Linked DNA regions of Sus scrofa: region 2 is linked to region 1. A link is a contact called in public HiChIP or PLAC-seq data. All regions are on one chromosome and are shown on one strand. The core of a region is the stretch at or near the end of the contact, and the rest is flanking DNA. Distances in the headings are between cores, read along the strand shown. Region 1 holds the start of ARPC5L (actin related protein 2/3 complex subunit 5 like). Region 2 holds the start of PPP6C (protein phosphatase 6 catalytic subunit).

Region 1 (6,083 bases), core at 1,362-3,861:
ACAAAGACTCATCCGCATGTCTTAGAGCTCTCATTAAAGCCAGGTTGCCCCCTGTTGCTGTCAGGTGTCACCTCCAGGGAGCCTCTGCTTGTGTCTGAAGCTTTCTGTGCAATCCTCTCTTTAGCTCCAAACACACTGAATTAAAATGAAAGTTATGTGTTTATCTCCACAGCCAGCCTGGAAGTTAGTTCCCCAAGGGCAGAACCATGGCGAACACCTGGTTTATTTTTTCTAGACTCCAGGCCCAGCACATGAATACTTGTTGGATGAATTGAATTAAGAAGCATTGCCTCAGACCACAATGAGGCAAGACTTCCAGGAAGTGGAGGGAACTAGGGAAGAGAGGGCAGAGGACAGTGCTGGTAAGGATTAGTTTTACATGGAAGTTGAATGGTGCACAGGAACTTGGCTGTCCTGTTTTTCTAAATGCTTATAGTTCTGTTAATGATTGTGTACATCTTTTTGGAACTTGAAGCCATCTATGACTACTGTTTGTTATATGCCACATCCAATCCATTTCCAAATTCTACAGCCTTTATCTTCAAAATACCCAAACTTATCCCATTTCTCTTATTGGCACCTGCCAGGCCTGAGCCACCACTGTCACTGGGACCACTGGTGTCATCTCTTAAATCACCAGTTTGGCTCTTGCTCCATGTGTTCTCAGTACAGCTGCTAGAAGGACCCTTTTCAATTTTGAGTCAAATTGTGTCACTGCTCTGCCCAGAATTTCAAGGGCCTGTCAAGACCACATCCTTTCTTCAGCCTACAAAGCCTCACCCTACAGCAGCTCCTGCCCCCACCTCCCTTCCATCTCATTTCTTCTCCCTCTTCTGCTCCAGTGTGGCTTTACTGTTTCTGGAATACACCAAGCTTGCCCTGCCTTTGAACCTTTGCTTGGCTCCCTCCTTAACTTCCTTCAGGTCCCTGTTAAGTGTCACCTCCTCAGGGCCACCTCTTGACCATTAAGGTATTCTCAGGAACTGCATGGTTTTTTTTTTTCCCCTCAGCAACCAGTTATCCCTGACATAGAATCCTATGGATTTTGAAAATTCTGCCTCCCTGACTGGAATGGAAATCCACGATCATAACCAGTGACATTATTTCATTCACCAGTTTATTTGGGGGCTTTTTCCTTACTTGTAAAAGTGAGCATTTCTGGCTTAAAGTTCCTTCTGATCAGGATGTTCTGGGAATATGAATTTCTGCTGTATTGTGGCCTGAGTCACACAGATTTCTTTCAAGGTATGGAGCTGAAAGGCAAGTTTTCCAGGACCCCTGGGACTTTTATTCAGCACCTATCCCACTGTAGGAGTCTTTTGCTGTTGTTTTGCATGCGGAAGTACCCAGGCCAGGGATAGAAGCCTTGCCACAGGAGTAAGACTGCTGGATCCTTAACCCATTGAGCTACCAGGGAACTCCTGTTGGAGTCTGTCTTTAACACCCTAGATAGCATCCTAGTCTGGCAAAATTTTTTGATCTGTAGAGACAGTTCATGAGAAGTATTTGAAGCAATGAAACGGGTCATTTCACTAACTACAGGTCTTCATTAAAAAAGAGTACTATCATATGAAAACGAAGACCCAATGTAGTCTAAGGCTAAGGCTCATTAACAGAACCCCTCAAGCAACAGCCCACGCACCACAGAGTAGCACTTGACTCTGCCGTATTTGTGCTCTGCTCAACCTTCCCCATCTCAGACTGGGGAGACCCTTACTGCTCCAGCCAGACAAGACTTCTCAGGCCCCAAGACCTCGCCCTCCGCAAGAAGGGTGGCCACTGGGCCATCTCCCTATCCCTGCCCACCTCCCCCTCGGTCAAGGTGACTGCTTCACGCGCAGGGCTCAGAATACTGAGGTCCAAATGCCTTCACTGTCTTGTCAGCACCCTGGACACACTTTAAACGTCTTTAAAATCTCCCAGTACATTAACAAGAGTCACTACAACAGTAAGGCAAAAGCAACCTCCTCTAAGCTCAGTAAGGTAGCGTCCGAAACTCCTAAAATCTGAGACCATACGTTCTCCTAACCCTACGTCACTCCCTGGGCACAAGAACTACTACTCATCCTTCAGGCCTCAGCTGGATAGGTTTCTTCTCCAAGAAACCTATCCAGCACTCGGCAGGCAGCGCTGGGTCTCTTCTCCCGGTGACCCATGCCCCCTCAATCTGGACAGTGATGACACCCAGAGTCCCCGACCATGCACGCCCTCGCCCCTTCCAGAGCCAGGGGCTCCTCCGGTGCAGGAACGAAGCCGAAGAAGAGTGCAGTTATGGCGCCGCCCAGGTGCTGAGCCTTCGCGGGATTGGGCGCCTGTTTCCCAGTCAGGAAGACTTAGGCTACACGAAGATAGGAGTCCCGGAGAGAGTCACAAGGCCGTCTTCCAGAACAGCTTCTCGGCGCTTCCCGCCACACCCCGCCCATCCCTCCTACCGGCACTTCCGGTTCCGGCGTGGCCCGGAAGTGGGCGGGCAGCTGCGGCTGCGCGCGGAGGAGGTGGAGGAGGTGCCGGGTCGCCGCTTCCCGCCCCCGAGCCGGAGCCGGTTCCGAGCGGAGTGGAGTGGAGGTCTGCCCCGGAGAGGAGCTGGCTGAGCGGGCGCCGAGCCCCCGCCATGGCCCGGAACACATTGTCCTCGCGCTTCCGTCGAGTGGACATCGATGAATTTGATGAGAACAAATTCGTGGACGAGCAGGAGGAGGCGGCGGCGGCGGCGGCCGAGCCAGGCCCGGACCCTAGCGAAGTGGACGGGCTCCTGCGGCAATATCCTTCCCCAGCGCGGCGGCCTGGGCTCCCCTTTGGCCTGGCCTTCCCACTCCCCTCATCCCCGGCTCCGGCCCTTCAGGCCGACCTCCCCAGTTCTCTCATCCGTGGTTCCCTCAGGTCAGTCTCTCAGCTCCCTACCGATCCAGCTCCCCTCGGACCAGGCATCCCCACTTCTCTCACCCGGCCTCTCTACTTCCCTTGTCCCCGGCCCGGACCCCTGGAGCCCCTGTATCCTGGTGGGCCGGCTTGCTCGGCGGCCCCAGCAGCATGCCGGACTGGCGTCTGGCTCGGCTGGCCCCTCCTCTGCGAGGCCTCTCCTCTTTCCTCCCCCTTGCCTCCTCATCCCTCTCAGGCTGGCCCTTCCTTGGGTGCCCTGTCACTCCATCTCTCCCAGGCAGGAAACAGGGCCATTCTCGGGCTTGATCGGCGGGAGGGGCCAAGGTGAGCTACCGCTGAGTAATTGAGAGGCCAGGGCGGCTCCCAGACACAGTCCTCTCGGGCTGGATTGCAGCACCACATGAAAATAGGTGGGTGGGTGGCTTCGGGGAAGAAAGGACCCACGTGGGAGCGAAGGCTGCAGCCTTAGCCTTAGTCCGGCCCTGAGGTCTGCGATTCCATCTCCCATCCCAGAATCGTTCTGAACGTTCCAGCTTGATGCCCCTCTTTCTCACCTCTTCGTACTTTCCTACAACCGTTGGGCTTTGGACCTCCATGGTCTTAGCCACTTTCAACAAGTGAGTCTTGGCTCCTTCCCCCCAATAGCCTTCTTGTTCAGAAAGCAGTGGAAAAAACTAGTAGTTTAGAGCTAAGAAAAACCAGGCAACGTAAAGTGAGATGTAAAAGTAGAGCCCCACGACTGGAAATGAGTCTTCTGTGGTCACAGAAAACAAGCATTTAGAAAACAAGATTAAAAATAGAGGTGGTTGTCACAGCCTGCTTGGTCGCTTAGCAGTTTGAGCACAGGAAACTGACTTATTCTCACAGGAAGGATTTTTCTTTATTCAAATAGTGTTACAGGAAGTGCCCACCCCTCCCCCGCACTTGCCAGGGCAAGGTTGGAGGCTCAGGCTGTACTGTATATAAATCAGGTTCTGGGTGTTTAATCATTTGACTCAGCTTGGCAAGTCGAACCCATTTGACTGCCTTTGGGAGGAGTCCTGCAGTGTTCCTCCAGTGGGCCTTGAAACAAAAACCTTCAGACATTTTTTGTTTGAACAAATGTGTTTTCAAAGATGGGGATTCAAACTTGGATTTCCTGCCCCATCAGGATCACCTTTCTTACCCCATTGGTGAAATGGAGTTATGAGAAGGTACCCATGAGGGAACCTTGATTCTGCAGTCTGGTGCAGAACCTGGCCTGTGGGCAGGCATTGCCGAAAGGGCTCCAGAGTCAGGCCTGTGGCTCAGACCATCCACAGAAGGGGAGAACAAGGCCTGTTTATCTGCTGTCTTCGTCCTGGTGCTGTAGGGACTTATCAAAGGTCATGTCTTGGTTATGCTTCTGATGTGATAGGTTCCTTGAGGCTGCTTGGAGGCAGGGGATGGTAGTTTCTTCACTAATGGCAGTGTCAGAAACCTGGTTACCACGGAGGATGTACTTCTTGGGATTGGGGAAAGGGAGGTTAGCAGATGAGAACGGAAATCCTGGCAAATGTAGGGCCGGGAAGGGAGGAGGAAGGAACTAATATTTGCTGAGTCCTTACCGTGTGCCAGGTATTGGATTTACATTAGATTAATAAACTATAGAACAGGTTTCTAGGAGTCTTAGGACAGAGCAAGGGGAGTAGGGATAGGCGTTGATGGGGGACGGGGGTGTGGGGAGTAAGCCTGTCCTAGTGCGTAGAGGGAGGCCTGTGGTGATGGGAGATCACACAGATGAAATGGAGCATGGGCTGCACATCCGCACACACCCAGCTCAGTCATGCTCTGGCTCTGTGACTTTGAGCAGATCTCATTCGCTCTGTGACCCTCGGCATCTACCTCTGTGAAAGGGAGGAGAACCAAGCTTGGCTTACAGGTTCAACAGCGGCATCACCGGACAACATGCCAGAAGGCTTCAGCACAGGGCTGGACACACAGCAAGTGTCCTGGATGTGCACCTAGGGTCTGTGCGTGGCGTGGCAGCCAGAGGTTGTAGAAAGAGCTTGGCTTTGGAATCAGGCATACTTGGGTTTGAAGGCCACCTGGACAGCTTAGCTTTGTGACCCTGGGCAGGTCATTTTCCTTCTTTGAGCCTCAGATTCATTGCCTTTAAAATCAGAATAATCACTCTTGTCACAAAGAACTGTTAGCAGGGATGAGATTACATGTGAAAACACCTGGGCACAGGCTCTGAGCCCTTGTAGGGATTTTTAAGCACTAGATCCTTTTCTTGCTTGCTGAGGTACCTTTTGGTCCCTTGGAGCGGGAATCTGGCAAGAGCAGTGGTTTTGAGTGATTTTGCACTCTCCTCCCCCTAAAGAAATTTGTCTATTTTTGGACATATTTTGATCGTTACAACTTGGGGGGTGCTACTGGGATCCAGTGCAGAGAGGCCAGGGATGCTGGTAAATTGTATGATGCACAGGGTAGACCCTACATCAGTCATCTGGTCTAAAATGTCAGCAGTGCTGTGGTTGAGAAACCCTGATCTACAGGTGACTAGGTGCTGAGTCTGGAGGCCGGCTTGATAAATGGTAGGCCCCTCCTCGCTCCCCAGACCCCTCAGCCGCTGGTGGCCCTGCCTGTCAACACCTGCAGTGAATGCTTGGTAGACAGGCACCACAGCGAGATTAACTCTAGAGCAGTGACTCTTTTTGCCCCCTGGACTGGTTATCCTACCCTTATCCATTCATCTTCTGAAATATTTTGTTTCCCAGCCATGCTGGTTAGTGAAGAGTGCCAGCCCACGTTTCCTCTTAAGGCTCTGGGACTCTGCTCATTGCTCTGGGATGCCAAATTAGAAAAGAGTTCTGAGGTAGAAGTTATAAGTGGCTGGTATCAGGCTGGCCCTCACCTGGCTGGGAAAAAGGAATTCCAAAGCTGACAGATATGGGGGGTGTGGGAGAGTGGGCTGCCTCAAATTGGAAGGTAGGTCAGAGCCCAGCAGGGTGCTAGGGAGCCCGCAGGGGTGGCTCCCTGGCTGTATGGACCCGGCTCAGTCAAGATGGAGGCCTCACTAGGGAAGACCAGGGACTCAGCTTTGCTAGGGAGGCTGTCTGTTCACACGTGGGTATCGCTGCAGGAAGAGGAGGAGAGACCCCGATTGGGTAGAAGCCATTTCTTGTTCTATTTTTGAAGCCTTTTGGCTGAAGCCAGTGTTTCAGATGAGGAAATGAAAG
Region 2 (6,083 bases), core at 946-3,445, 250 kb after region 1:
TTAAGTAGATTTGTTCAAGGACTAGCAATCTAACCACTTCCAATTTAAATATAGAGATTTCATGATTAGATCTGGAACATCCTACGCATTTCTTTTTTTAGAGCCGCACCCGCAGCATATGGAGGTCCCTAGGCTAAGGGTCGAACAGGAGCTGCAGCCACTGGCCTATGCCACAGCCACAGCAACGTGAGGTCCAAGCCACATCTGTAACCTACACCACAGCTCATGACAACACCAGATCCTTAACCCACCGAGCGAGGCCAGGGATCGAACCTTTGTCCTCATGGATGCTAATAAGATTCGTTTGCACAGAGCCACAACAGGAACTCCCCGCATTTATTTCATTTAGTACCTCCAACTAAATTTAAAACACAGGTAAATTTCTGTCTTTTTCTACCAGAACAAATCTTTTTCCATGATGATCATTAAGTGGCCCCAATTATTTATTTCGTTCCTTTGATGGAATATTTTACTTTGGCTTTAACGCCTCAGAAAAAGTGCTCCTGGAATACTTTCTTGGCAGGCTTAATTTTAGTTTGTACTTCATGCCAAGAGGTATAAAATTAAATTTCTTTAAATACACAAGAGATGCAGTACAAGAAAATTAATCTGATAAAAACATTTCCAAGACAAAGAAGAGAAGCCTCCACTTACATAGAAAAAAATCAGAACTCTTTTTTTTCTAGTAGTTGGCCGGGGGGGGGGGGGGGCGGGGGGGAAGAACAGATACACACTAAGTGCAGTCCAACTGTGTTGCAAAGAGAAATGATATGGTTTAAAAACTATATTTTCTTAGGTTGGGAAGGAAACTTAATGTTTATCAAACTAAGAAGTCGAAAGAAAATCCAAGGGAGTTCCCGCTATGGCTCAGTGATAACGAAGCCGACCAGTATCTATGAGGAAAAGAAAAAACCAGTAATATCTTCCTTAAGGGGAAAAAAAGTTAATGGACAATAATAAATTACGTTAAACCCAGAGCTTCAAGAATAAAAAGGACTCAAAAGTATCAACAGTTTGTGCATGCTCCACACATCAAATCAAGGTTAGCTTAACACATAAAACATGCGCTAGTACTAATGGCTCAAACACTGCTAGACGCTTGAGCACTGGTTTTAACAAACGCATTGCAACACCTGTCTAAAAAGCAGTATCCCAAAGACTTATCTCTCTTTATTCTTCCACTCATTTCTTTACCCAAACACACATTTATTGTTACCCGGACTCGGCAGTACAAGGAACGACTCATCTCCTTTGAAAAACCAAGAAAACGAAAAGAGCTAAGAAGGGACTTGGGGGAAACACCTTAAAGGACAGAAAAGTATATTTATCGAGAGCCCACTACTTTATGCACATAAATTAGCTCAACAGTGTACTCGAAAACAGGGTCATATTGTAATTAGCGAAAGAAGACCAACACTCCTAAAAAGCAACCGGGAGAAGTGAGCGGTCCGGAAGAGGGACGACTTGACGTCCTCTCGCATCACCATCAAACCGCTCGGACCCCCATCAGCCCTTTCCCACCCTCATTTCTCAGGGAAAGAAACACACTGGGGCCGCGTGCCGGCGGCCGGCGGCATCTCCTGTCAGACGCCGGCACCCCGCGTTCCCGTCCCGCTCCTGGAGGAATGAACCCAGGCCACTCCCCGCGGGGGCCCGGCTCGGACTCCGGAAGACCGGGGGTCGAGCTGAAGGAAAGGGGGTCTTGCAAGCAAAGCTGTTAGGGCTCGGTGCCCTGGGGCAGCCCCAAGGCCAGGAGCGGCAACTCTGGGGCAGAGGCCGTGACACATCCCTCGGGAACCCCGCGGAGGGAACCGGGACAGCATTCGGCAGACTCGGGCTCCCCTCCTCTCCCCGCGTGACGTCCAGTCGGACCGGGTCCCTCTGCACCGCTTTAGGCCTTCCACCGTGACGGGACAGGATCCCGCCGGGGGTCCCGCGGAGAGAGGAAGGGCGGGCCGGCGGGCGCCCCACTGCCGGAAGGGACAAGCCCCGAAAGCAGCGTTCCCGCCTCGGCCGGGCTCACCTTCAGGTCGTTCTCGGGCAGGTACTTGCATAGACGCGCTATCTCCACATACTTGTCCAAGTCCAGGGGCGCCATTTTAGAAATAACAAGCCCCGACAGCGGCGGCGATATCGGCGGCTTTACTAGCTGCGGCAGCGGCGGAGGCCGAAGCCGGAACCCTCCCTACGTCACATCCGGCCTGTGAGAGGCGTCTGCGCAGCGGCGTAAAGTTTGACCCGATTTTCCCCGCTGCCTTGGCACGCCCCACGCCCTCGCCGGCTAAAACCAGGTTGCGGGCCCTTAGAGGCCCCCAGTTTGCATAGAGCAAGACCGGCTGAGACCCTTAGTGGTCTGCCGCGGGGGTTGCTGGGATTTGTAGTTTTCCAAAGTACCAAACAGTCTTCTTTTTCTTTTCTTCCTCTGGACTTTCACCTCTGCGGAACCCAGCGAGGCTTTTCCGGTACAAAACAGCGAAGTAGGTGACTCTACCTAGCCATTCCCTAGTTTCTCACGCCGACCTTCTTAAGCATTCTCTCACCAGAATGTCTTCAGTTAAAAATTGGATAAGCCTGGCCATCGTAGCAACCTATTCGCACCTTTCCAAGGCCCTGTGAAAACCTTGGCTGAACCCTTGACAGATAGGTTACCAACTTTCCAGGCTGGAAAGAAAAGGACCAAATACTAAGCACTTCTTATGCTAATCGTTATACAAATGCTGTTTTTCCGTGTAATCCTCATAACAAGTGATAGGAAAGGAAGGCTCAGAGAGGTTATGTAACTCTTAATCTGATCTCAATAGGGAATAGTCGGGAAGCCAAGATTGGAATAGGTCTGGTTGGTTTAAGTCTACTTCAGTCCCACGAGAGCTGAGAGGTTTTTTGTTGTTGTTGTACTCTCAGCACCAAAAACAGAGCCTGGCACTTAGTATACTTTCAACATTTCTTCACTCAACAGCTTTTTTTCTTTTTCTTTTTCTTTTTCTTTTTTTTTAGGGCCTCACCTTTGGCATATGGAAGTTGCCAGGCTAGGGGTCAAATCAGAGCTGCAGCTGCCGGCCTACCTCACAGCCACTTGGGATCCCAGCCACATTTTCGACCTACACCAGGGCTCAGGGCAATGCCAGATCCTTAACCCACTGAGCGAGGCCAGGGATCAATTCTGCATCCTCATGGATACTAGTTGAGTTCCTTACCCTAGGCTGAGCCACACAGGAACTCCCACTCAACAGCTATTAATTGAACACTTAACTAAATGCCAAGTACAGTTATGCTTGGGGTATTCAGCAGGCAAAACAAAGATCCCTATCCTCTAACTGTAGCTATATTCTAGTAAAGGAGACAGTAAATAATAACTATAGTAAATAACCGTAGAGTATATTAGAAAGTGGTAGGTGCTGGGGAAAAAAAAAAAAAAAGCCGAGTAAGGGAGTTCTAGCAATGCATATTTAAGAATCAATAAAGAGGTGGATGAGGAGTTCCCATCATGGCTCAGTGGTTAACGAATCCAACTAGGAACATGATGTTGCAGGTTCAATCCCTGGCCTTGCTCAGTGGGTTAAAGATGCGGCATTGCCGTGAGCTGTGATGTAGGTTGCAGATGGGGCTCGGATCCTGTGTTGCTGTGGCTGTGGTGTAGGCCAGCAGCTATAGCTCCAATTAGACTCCTAGCCTGGGAACCTCCACATGCCGTGGGAGCCAGCCCTGGAAAAAGGCAAAAAGACAAAAAAAAAAAAAAAAAAAAAAAAAGAGAGAGAGAGAGAGGTGGATGAGTTAGCCGTGCAGTTACTTGGGGAAAATTATAGATGAGCTGTTGAAGAGGCCCTAAGATTAAAGCGTGTCTAGAATCTTTGGGAAATGGCAAAGTGTAATTGGATCAAGGGGAGAGAAGTAGGAGAGAAGATGAAAGAAAAGAACGTCAATTTTTACTTTTGATATAACGAGAATTATTGCAGGGTTTTGAGCAGAGAAGTAATGTGATCTAACTCGTTTTAGATCCAACTACTGTATAAAACTGTAGGAGGTGGGGTTCCCACTGGGATCTGGCCTCATCTCTGCAGCACCAGGACAGCAGGTTCAATCCCCAGCCAGGCACAGTGGGTTAAAGGATCCAGCATTGCTGCAGCTGTGGCAGTATAGGGTTCAACTGTGGCTGCAATCTGATCCCTAGCCTGGGAACTCCATATCTCTTGGGGCCACCAAAAAAGAAAAAAAAAATTAAAAAGACTATAGGAGGCAATAATTGCAGCTGAAAAGTGTTAGGAGACAGTTATGTAATCCAATAGTAGCAGGTCTCAGTAAATATTTGTTCAAGTAACCCTGGACTGGATCCTTTTGATCTAAAGTGTATTTTGCCAACATTTGGCTAAACTTTATTGAGATCTCTAGGTGAAATTCTCTATTATTCTTCCAGCTATTATGCACATATGAAACTGTTTCAGGGAGTTCCTGTCGTGGCACAGTGGTTAACAAATCCGACTAGGAACCATGAGGTTTCGGGTTTGATCCCTGCCCTTGCTCAGTGGGTTAAGGATCCAGCATTGCCGTGAGCTGTGGTGTAGGTCACAGACGTGGCTCGGCGTAGGCTGGCAGCTACAGCTCGGATTGGACCCCTAGCCTAGGAACCTCCATATGCTGCGAGAGCGGCCCAGGAAATGGCAAAAACAAACGAACAAAAAACAAAAAGAAATTGTTTCAAGTAAGATTAATTTTTAAAAGTTTGTTGCAGAGGAGTTCCTGTTGTGGCTCAGTGGTTAACGAACCGGACTAGGATCCATGAGGACATGGGTTGGATCCCTGGCCTTACTCAGTGGGTTAAGGATCCGGTGTTGCCGTGAGCTGTGGTGTAGGTTGCAGACATGGCTCTGATCTGACATGGCCGTTGCTGTGGCTGTGGCTGTGGCGTGGGCTGGCAGCTACAGCTCCAATTCGACCCCTCGCCTGGGAACCTCCATATGCTGCGGGTGTGGCCCTAAAAAGACAAAAGACAAAAAAAGTTCGCTGCAGAATGGTGCCCAAAAGCATATATTTCTTTATTCAGTCAATAAATATTATATGGTACCTATAATGTTAATGAGATAGATATGATCTCTGACTTGTGGGGCTTACAATCTGATAACGAACATATAATTAATTGCAAAGTACGATTAATAGTAAAAGGGATAAAGGGGCATGGTGAGTAAGAAAAGCGGAGTAGAAGAGGCCTACTTTAGGTTGGCAATGTAGTGGAGGTATTGTGTGTAGACTCTGGCAGCGTATGGCTAGAGTTCAAGTCGAGGCTCTATTACTCCCTGTGTGATTTTGGCAAAGTTATTAATCCTTTCTGTGCTTCAGTTTTCTCAATTCCATGTGGAGAAAATAACAGTGCCTGCCTCGTATGGAGATGATAAGAATATTTACTTTCTAGGCTTGTACTGAGGGTTTTTTGTTTATTTGTTTGGAAGGTTTTATTCTTTATTTTTTGGCCACAGCCTTCAGAAGTTTCCACGCCAGGGATCAAATCCAGGCTACAGCAGTGTCAATGCCAGATCCTTTAACCACTAGGCCACCAGGGAAATCCTCATACAGTTAATATATGGAAAGTGTTTAAAATAATGTCATGTACAGTGGGTACAATGTGAGTGTTAGCACTGAATACTGGGTGAGCAGAAAAGACCTTTCTGAAGAGGTAACATTTAAGACTTTAAGGGGGAAAAAGAGGGATAATATACTCAGGGTTTTTTTGTTTTGTTTTTTTTTTGTTTTGTTTTGGTTTTTTGAGGAAAAAAGCCCCAAATGAGGAAAAGAGTTATTCTTGTTTGATTTTTTTTTTTTTTTTACGGTCCTTTTGAAAAGCTGACAATTCACTTTTCATGTTTGAACTTCAGCAACTGGGATTTCATCCTACTCAAGATTCCTACTCAGGGGAGTTCTCGTTGTGGCTCAGCGGGTAAAGAATCCAACTAGTATCCATGAGGATGTGGTTCCATCCCTGGCCTCCATCACTGGGTTGGGGATCCAGCATTACTGCAAGCTTCGGTGTAGGTCACGGATGCGGCTCAGATCTGGTGTTGCCGTGGCTGTGGCGTAGGCCTGCGGCTGCAGCT

What was found. HiChIP or PLAC-seq counts read pairs in DNA pulled down with a chosen protein or histone mark.
Region 2: an H3K27ac HiChIP or PLAC-seq map of alveolar macrophages shows a contact between it and region 1. The contact joins the promoter of PPP6C here to the promoter of ARPC5L in region 1. A contact is called at or near these places in 3 of 5 promoter capture datasets (fetal liver, fetal skeletal muscle and liver) and 1 of 2 datasets of contacts at active chromatin or transcription factors (alveolar macrophages).

What each region holds. Positions count from the first base shown.
Region 1 is chr1:265,643,189-265,649,271 of Sscrofa11.1, forward strand. It overlaps ARPC5L (actin related protein 2/3 complex subunit 5 like), which reads left to right and starts at 2,612. Exons shown (of 4, transcript NM_001185134.1): 1 at 2,612-2,760. The coding sequence starts at 2,612.
Region 2 is chr1:265,895,951-265,902,033 of Sscrofa11.1, forward strand. PPP6C (protein phosphatase 6 catalytic subunit) reads right to left here and starts at 2,196. Exons shown (of 7, transcript NM_001244404.1): 1 at 2,024-2,196. The coding sequence starts at 2,098. It also overlaps a transcript of RABEPK not described here.